Regions from separate parts of the Mus musculus genome. Here regions 1 and 3 are each linked to region 2. Evidence: chromatin contacts called from public Hi-C and HiChIP or PLAC-seq data. All regions are on one chromosome and are shown on one strand. Each heading gives the region's core, a stretch centred on a gene start, on an enhancer-like site or on the middle of the called end of the contact. The rest is flanking DNA. Distances are from core to core; before and after follow the strand shown. Region 1 overlaps Capn13 (calpain 13). Region 2 overlaps Ehd3 (EH-domain containing 3). Region 3 holds the start of Memo1 (mediator of cell motility 1).

Region 1 (2,700 bases), core at 63-2,562, 450 kb after region 2:
TATCTTCTTCACCCAGGAAACACAGGCCATGGCTACATTCCTGACCATCAGTCAGCTTACTTTTTTGTCTATATTGAATATTATTTATGCACATATATCAATACTTTATAAAATACACACACACACACACACACACACACACACACACACCTGGCAACAGTCATTCTATCCGGTGTTCTTGCATAGAAAAAGCATGTTTGATCAGTCCTAGTAATGAGAGAAGAATGAGATGATCATGATTCCTAAGATAAAACTGGCCAAAACCGGCCCCCTTGTCCCAGAGCACCCTTGTTTGTTTATCATGACGCCTTTCTGGGTGCTAAACAGAACAGTCATAAAAGTTGATAAGTCACAGTTCCTCAGAATCACACTGTCCCTCTCAGTCTCATTTGATCTCAACCTTAGCCTTCTAGGTAATTCTTTTATCTTACCATTTGACAAATGGGAACTGACTCAAGATAAAGTAAGTGTGTTGCCTAGTAACTGTTATTAAATAATAAGAGGCAAAAACCAAACACCAGGCACCATTCTACCAACTGGACAGTATCCACTCTATCTATACACAAGTAGTCCAAAGTTGAATGAATGGCCTTCTTGAGTACCCTTTGGGACTATAATTAACTTTCCTTAATGACCCTCAATAGCATCCCTATTTTCCGAACTTTATTCCAACACAGCTTACTGGTTGCTTCAGGAGGACCATTCATCCAGTTGTATCACAGCCAGTTGTAGTACCCTGGCTTGTTAAAGACCATGAAAACATCTTTTCCTTGTTTCCACTGACATCTCAGTCTCTGTCTCCATCCCTGCTCTGTTATCGTGTCCTCCGGTGTGTACGACCATCCTGAGTCATCCAGCTTTGCAAAGGGTGGTGTGGGTGAACACTCACATCCACCCACTTTAGCAAGCTCCCCTGGGAGAGACATACCCTCATCCAATTCAGCCCTACACTGCAAGTCCTGATGCTCCATCCAGTCCAATGGAAACCAACAAAGACACTTAGAAGGCTGGCTTTGTAATGAATGTTCCTCATTTGCTGATGTCCCCGGGTGAACCGCTTAGAGTTGAATACTAAAGATGAAAGTGGTCTGCTTTGGAGAGGAACATCTGGCACATTTATGCTCTTAGCAGTAAGAGCGCTGGGCACTTTCACTTCTCTCTTACAATAGCAAGGCCAGTGTGACACGAGGACAGAAAGGTCAGAGTTAGGCTGTCACTGTTCAGTCCTCCTGAGCCAGCCACAGAGTTCTGCCTCCAGGCCTTCCGCCCATTCTGTCTTCATTATTTGAGGTGCATTTGCAATATGCCTGTCATGCTTCCTTCCCAGAGCCCTGAGCTCTGGGTCAGCTGTCCTGCCTTGTCACAGCCCTGTACCTGCCACTCCTCTTGTTATTTAACATATGTTCCCCCTGCTGCCCTGTGTGTGCAAAAAAAGATCTGGAGTCTCCTGTGTCTGTTTGAAGCTCACAAAGGATATGTCAAAATAAAGCTACAGTTAATTGCAAAGTACACCCCACGCATCCTTCTTCCCTGCCTGGATTTCCCTGAGCTGCTTGCCCTTTTCTTTCTTGATTTGTACCACACTAGTTTTTCCTTTTGCCCTTGGAGATGACATACATATGCCCTTTGGGCTGGGTTTTGCTCTGGATGGAGTTTGTTGCTGGGTGATAGAAGCTGTGTTCCAACAATATTTTGGCCTTGGTCGGAAAGATGCAGAAGCCCCTTACTGAGCTCCTGTGTCTGAGGGGGGAAGATATCCCAGGGGCAGGGCAATGCTGAGACACAGGAGCTCAGGGACCTCACACATATCCTCGTCTTTCTTCCAGTTCTGGCAGTGTGGCCAGTGGGTGGAAGTAGTGATAGATGACCAATTGCCCGTCATAGGCGATAACTTCCTTTTTGTGCATCCTCGAGGAGGCAACAAGGAATTTTGGCCCTGCCTGATGGAGAAAGCCTATGCCAAGTAAGTGTGGGCAAGTGTCTGCCCTGTTTCAATGTTGGCTCACCTGCCCTGTGTCTTGCCCTTACAGATGCTTCCTGCCCCCTGGCCCTGCAGCTTGAATATCTTTTATCAATGCAATTAATGTCCTGAAGGTGGAGGGGGGTGGCCCACACCTTTGATCCCAGCATTGGGAAACTGAATGGGGCATATCTTTGAAGCCAACTTGGTCTACAAAGTGATACCCAGGCCAGCCATGGCTACCTAGTGAAACCTTGTATCAAAACAAATAAATAAACAATGTCCATTTGAGCATTAAAGCTTTTGTTACAAAGCGAAACAATTTCGTAAGTGATTGCCAAATGCAAGGTTTGGTCCTGAGGCTGTGAGGAGGGACACACAGACACAGAGTTAGGTGTGGAATCGGTAGCCCCAAGCTCATGTAACATAGATGATAGACAGATATAAGAATCCAGATGAAATATGGCATTTGAACTAGAATGGTTCCAGCATCCTCCCATGGGTATTAGAAACCGCAATGCTCAACATCCTTCCATAAAATAGAATAGTATTTGCATATAAACTATATAATCCTATATGCCCTAAATCATCTACATATATATTATATATAATATCTAACATGATGTAAACCCTATGCAAAAAGTTGTAATACTATATTGTTTAGGAAATGATGACAAGGGATCTTTGTTTCATGCTCCGTACTGATGAAATTGGTTTCCAACATTTTCAATTCATGGTTG
Region 2 (2,700 bases), core at 190-2,689:
GAGACTGGCCAATGGGATCTTCAGAATTTCTTCTGTTCCCTGGCTACTGTGCCAGGAGTGGACTTCTGAATGGTACCACCTGCAACCATTTATTTTCATCCCTGATGATGGCACTCCTGAGGGAGCAGGAGGATGGTTGCTTCCGAAACTCTGACAGTGTCATGGCATGACTATACTTCTCTGCTCTTCTCGGCTGGGCAGAGAGAACTCAAGGCCACCTGCCTCCCCAACTCTGTTGCCCCTTGTAGAGGCAAAGAGAAAGGGAGCATGCGTAGCCAGGGAGTAGTCACTAAGGATGATGGAGAACAGAGCCCTTTAGGATTCTTGGACAAGTTTGAACACAGTGTGTTTCAGGGGGTGGGGGGTGGCTAGACTGAAAAACAGTGCATGGAGCTACCCTTGGATAGGACTGGGCAGACAGAGGACAGTCCCGGAGCATCTGTGCTGGGCACTAAAGGATGCTGCCTGAGAAACGCAAACCTACAGAGGGAGGGCTCAGGAACAATGAGAACCACAGAGGCCCAGCTTCCTGGTCCTTAGTACTTGAGGAGTATCAGCAGATGGATTCGGGCCTCTACTCTGATGTTTCTAACCTTCTTGGTCAAGACCTTAGTAGTGCTACTCTTTATAAGGTTCCCAGATGATTCAAACACACAGCCAGGGCATTATAGTGGTCTCTGTATCAACCCTGTCATTTTCTTAATAATAACTGCTAACATATAACAGCAATTCTGAGTGTCACATTTTATTCAGAACGTCTGGTTATACTGTCTTCTGTTCCCCACAGTGGCACTTGAGGTAGGCTCCGAGGAAGCTGAGAAGGGTTATGTGACTTTCTCAAGTACTAGGGCTGGAACCCATGCCCCCACCCCCAGCAGGGAGACATTGCTGCTGCTCTTCTCCCATCTTTGATTCCTCTAAGAAATCACCTCCCAGAAAGCTCACCAAGGCCCAGGCAAAGTCCAGTCTCCCTGGCTCAAGTTTGAGCTCCTTGCCATCCGTTGCCTCTCTAGGGTGGGCAGGATCCAAGGAGACCTACTGGGTTTCCTCTGGGTCCCCAGCAGGCTAGCTGTGCCTTCAGGAAACTATCCCATGTTGCCTGGGTGGGGTTGCTATGGACCTGGTCCCCAAGGAGCCCGTGGAGCAGCTGCAGTAGCCTCAACCCCAGAGGAAGCTGTTGATCTGCTCAGAGACTAATGACAGCAGCAGTGTGGGGGAGCCTTTGAAGTCGTGGGTTGCCTTGGGGATCCCCTCTAACCTCTACTATTCCAGTCTAGCAACTGGGAGTATCAAGGAGGGATTTCTTCCAGTCAGAACATCCTTTTGAGAGCCTGTGGTGGAGCTGCGATCAGAGAAAAACAAAGCCACACATAGGACTGTGCTTTCCGCTCTCTTGGTGAACCTTTCCCTTGAGAACTTCCTGAGTGAGACAGGACCCCGGGCTTTCTATGACGAGTATGCCCTTTAGAGGGTACCTATTGTAAACACCGTGGCTTCAGTACCTCCCTCCACCACACAGGGCATCCTAGTTCAGGCTTACTTCTTGCCTGTAATATGCCAGACATTGTTCTAACTGTTCTATGGTCATCTCGTCTAATATTCATATCCAGTGGGCTGTTAGCATGATGATCCCCTCTGTCAAATGCCACCTAGGACAGTGGTTCTCAGCCTTCCTAAGGCTGTGACCCTTTAATTCATGTTGTGTATGACACCGTTCATGTTGGAGTGTCCTCCCAACCATAAAATTAGTTTTGTTGCTACTTCATAACTGTAATGTTGCTGCTGTTATGAACTGCAATGCAAATATCTGTGTTTTCCGATGGTCTTAGGTGACCAAGGGTTGCTCAACTCCCAAAGGGGTCATGACCCACAGGTTGAGAACTGCTGGCCTTGGGAGTAAATCTACCTTGTAGACTGTTGTGGAAGTTAGATGAGTTACATGTGTTACTTATTCAACTGGTACCCTTTACAGAGCATCTTTTCTTATTTTAAAGGGGAAGAGACCAAAGTTAATTTGCCCCATGTGCACATCAGTTACAGATAGCCTAGGATTTGAGCCTGGCATTTGGATTTAACACCAATGCCTCTCATGACCATAGCCACTGTCTCCTCTCACGACCTAAGCCTTCTCCTGGAAATGCATCCACCTCTGGGGACAGGCCAACAATGATGCCCTGCATCCCCACATGGAACTAGAAGCAAAACGTGATATAAGCTCCAAAAGTATATCGTTTGGCAAGAAGCTGGTTAGAGCCAGGGCCTGGGACCCACAAACTTGGGAATACATGTCTCCAGAAACTCAGCCCCTGGCTGTTCACTCAGCCTCAGTGACTGCAGGTATATATGTATATGCATATGTATATGTGTATGATCTATATGCATATGCTCTTGCTATCAGATGGCAGGAGCAGGTCTTGACCCTGTGGTTTTCAAAAGGACACCGAGAAACAGTAAGGCCGGATTCCCTGTGAGAATCTTTGTGCTGATTTGGGTCAGTCGATGTCGGCTGCTCCATGTCCTAATGCAGACCCATCGAGGAGGTGTAGCAGAGTGTGGATGGGACAGCTGAACTAGAGGGATGGAAAGAACCATTCTGAGGCAGCCTCAAAAATGCCCAGAATGAATGAGGCCACAGCGGCAATGAGCTAATGTTCTTTAGAAGGCGTCTCAGATTCCAGCTCTGGAAGACATGCTGTACTC
Region 3 (2,700 bases), core at 128-2,627, 480 kb before region 2:
TGTATGATTTCTTTCCCAAATACTTTCTGGGAGTTGGGGAACTGTTACACTTCCTGGGTTTTGGAATCCAGCACTTCAAAGCCAAACAAACCACTTCCTTTGTGATTCTACCCAACTGGTAAAGGAATTCTTTTGCTGCGTGGAATACTTACGTGGAATACTGGGATTTTATAAGTGAAGGGTGACATTTGTAGTATTCCTTACCCCGTCTGGTTCCTCATACGCATTAACTCATAATCCTTGGTACCCCTCCCTCACGAACGTCACCCCCATTTAACACAGTAGGAAATAACTGAGACAATCTTTGCCACATTGCAGTTATACCTAAAATACAATTAGTAAATTTAACTGTGTCGAAGACATTAGGTCGTAAGGGGCGAGCCTGGGAAGCGAAGGTTACATTTTGACAGGGTCGGTCCTCCACCCCCCCATATTCTCCCATCCCAGTACGCCTCGCAGCGCGATGTCTCTGCCAGCGAAACTTCGCGGCGTGGCCCCAGACTTGCATTCCTGGGCGATACCCCGAGGGTGGGAACCCCACCAAGGACGCCGGGGAAGGGGGAACCCCGACGGGACTCGGCAGGCAGCGATCGCGTGTGTGTTGTGTGTGCTGAGCCAGCGGCGCACGGGGACAAGCCAGGCGGCTGGGGGGGGGGGGGGGGGAAGGGGCTCACCCCGCCTCGCGGCTGCGTCCTGCGCCCCGCGCCCTGCCCCCAGCCTCTGCTGGCGCTAAACCCCGGAGAGCGGAGCGTGCACGCTGAGCCTCCTCGGCGGGCCCGGCCGCGGCGCTGGGCATGCTCAGTGGGCCGGCCCCGGTAGAGCGGCGAGTAAGGACGCGTGGGCTCCCCAGGCTCTGCCTTTCCCGGGTTCAGGCCCCGGCCCCGGGCTGTGTGTGTGTGTGTTGGGGGGGAGGTGGCACCGATCGCCGCCGCCCTCCGGCTCGCGGCCTCCCGACCCGGGATGGCGCGGGGCCGGTCCCGCTTCCGCCGTTGAGCGCGCGGCACGGCGGGCGGAGGCGCGGGGCGGGGCGGGGCCGGCGGGCGCGCGGCGGGAGGGAGGCCTCGGTGGTGGGGGCGGGGCGGGGCGGGGCGGTGGGGAAGGGCGCGGAGTCACGGGGGTGGGGTCAGCGGGAGGCTCGGCAGGCCGCGCGCGGCGTGGCCGGGGGGCGGCTCGCGGAAGCAGCTCGGGCAGGGGTAGGGGCGGCGGCGGCGGCGGCGACTCCGCGGCCGCGCGGCTAGGGTAAAGCCGCCGTGGGCCCCATCTTCCGGCGGCCGGCGGAGTTTGTGGTGATTGTTGCCGCCCTCCGCCCTGGCTGCCATCTCCTCCTCTTCCTCCTCCTCCTCCTCCTCCTCCTGGGCCGGGCTGGTCCCCTCCCCGCGGCCGCCTCCTCCTGGGCTGGGCCCGCGGCGTCTCGTCCCCTCGCGGAGCCGCCGCCGCCGCCGCCTCCTCATTCATCCTCGTGCACCATAGGCGGCACAGGCACCAAGATGTCCAACCGAGTGGTCTGCCGGGAAGCCAGCCACGCCGGGAGCTGGTACACCGCCTCAGGTAAGGGCGCCAGGCCGCCGGGGTGGTCGAGCTGGGCAGCCGGGGCCCGGCGGGCGGGGACTCGGGCGGCGGGCGGAGGGCGCTGACCGCGTGCCGAGGGATCGGGGCCGGGCCGCGCCGCCTCCCCCACCCGGCGCTCGGGCAGGCGGCCTGGCGCCCGCGGAGTTGGGCGAGGAGTTGCCGGCCGGCCCCGGCCAGGGCGAGCGCGGGCTCCGCGGCTCCGCGGACGGCCTCTGCGGTGGGGAAGGACGAGTTGGCGCGGTCCTCGTTGCCAGAGGCTGGCCGAGGGGACCGCAGTTTTTGCTCCCACCCTTGGGGCACCCAGCGCCCCTGGAAGGAGTGACAGGCAGTACTTTTTCTACCCTATCTCTCGTGTTGCTACTCTTGGTCTCTCTCGCTTGGAAGATCTGTCAGACCTGGGCCTCTCGGGGGGATTTGTCGCTTTGTACGTGGAGATTCGGGCAGAGCTGCTGCCAGGCAGGGGCTCTGGGTGGCCTCCAAGGTCTTTTGTCAGTGTTTGCATTGTTACTGTCATTTAGGGGCAGCTGGAGATGGCATCAGCACTTTTCCTGAGCAACCTCTTTGGTATCCTGTGTTCAGCACCGAGCCGGGGCTGGACGACCTGCCTAGTTTAGCTTACGTTTTGAGAGAATTTTGTCTGCACTGTCTTCAAAAAACCATGTGTAGTTCTTTGGGTGAGAAAGGGTAGGGCCGTTTCCCTCCAGTACAACTCTCTTCACAAGGATTGTTTTCTGAGATTATTTTCAGGGGTCACATTTCTGCTTTGGTAACAAAGAAAAGTTCCTCCGTGATTCCTGTTGGTCTCTAGGCCATCTGTGCTTCTCAGCAACTGGCCCTAACCATATTTCCCTTTGCAAGTACTAGGGTTGGATAGTGACATGATTCTTTTGGGAAAACGGAAAATCTGGAAGGCAGTTTTTTTTTTTTCCCTGAGATTGTTCAACCAGCTGCAGAAGTACATGCATCTTGTTGGTCCACAGCGGATTTGCCCTGCTAAGACACAAAAGAATGACATGGTTGGGTTTGGAACTACTGCTAACAGGTGGCTGTAGTTTTTGCGTTAGATAAGTATGACATTTTATGGTCCTGAAGTACTTCATAGACTTTTAATCAGTTCTCACTACCTGAGAA

Evidence for each region. Hi-C and Micro-C count contacts between places; a contact is called where the count stands out from the background. HiChIP or PLAC-seq counts read pairs in DNA pulled down with a chosen protein or histone mark.
Region 1: an H3K27ac HiChIP or PLAC-seq map of large pre-B cells shows a contact between it and region 2, with 4 times the contacts expected there. The contact joins two enhancer-like sites. A contact is called at or near these places in 3 of 39 promoter capture datasets (cranial neural crest, hippocampal neurons and liver), 2 of 115 datasets of contacts at active chromatin or transcription factors (VIP interneurons and large pre-B cells) and 2 of 9 other capture datasets (adipose tissue and pancreatic islet).
Region 3: a Hi-C map of CD8 T cells shows a contact between it and region 2, with 2.1 times the contacts expected there. The contact joins the promoter of Memo1 here to the enhancer-like site in region 2. A contact is called at or near these places in 3 of 39 promoter capture datasets (the C10 cell line, cranial neural crest and hippocampal neurons), 6 of 484 Hi-C or Micro-C datasets (CD8 T cells, Th1 cells, cerebral cortex and 3 more), 3 of 115 datasets of contacts at active chromatin or transcription factors (effector CD8 T cells, large pre-B cells and memory CD8 T cells) and 2 of 9 other capture datasets (embryonic stem cells and pancreatic islet).

The regions. Positions count from the first base shown.
Region 1 is chr17:73,359,658-73,362,357 of GRCm38.p6, reverse strand. It overlaps Capn13 (calpain 13), which reads left to right. Exons shown (of 23, transcript NM_001033444.2): 5 at 1,827-1,963. Among named protein-coding and RNA genes, the nearest start is that of Capn13, 38 kb to the left of the region's middle. Within about 2 kb of position 1,312, at least 36 of the 459 cell types and tissues checked have an H3K27ac peak or open chromatin away from gene starts, as enhancers often do.
Region 2 is chr17:73,811,915-73,814,614 of GRCm38.p6, reverse strand. The region is part of intron 1 of Ehd3 (EH-domain containing 3); the gene reads right to left. Among named protein-coding and RNA genes, the nearest start is that of Ehd3, 8.4 kb to the right of the region's middle. Within about 2 kb of position 1,439, at least 55 of the 459 cell types and tissues checked have an H3K27ac peak or open chromatin away from gene starts, as enhancers often do. A contact at or near this core is called in CD8 T cells, Th1 cells, effector CD8 T cells and 1 more, where this site is marked.
Region 3 is chr17:74,293,540-74,296,239 of GRCm38.p6, reverse strand. It overlaps Memo1 (mediator of cell motility 1), which reads left to right and starts at 1,377. Exons shown (of 9, transcript NM_133771.2): 1 at 1,377-1,548. The coding sequence starts at 1,488.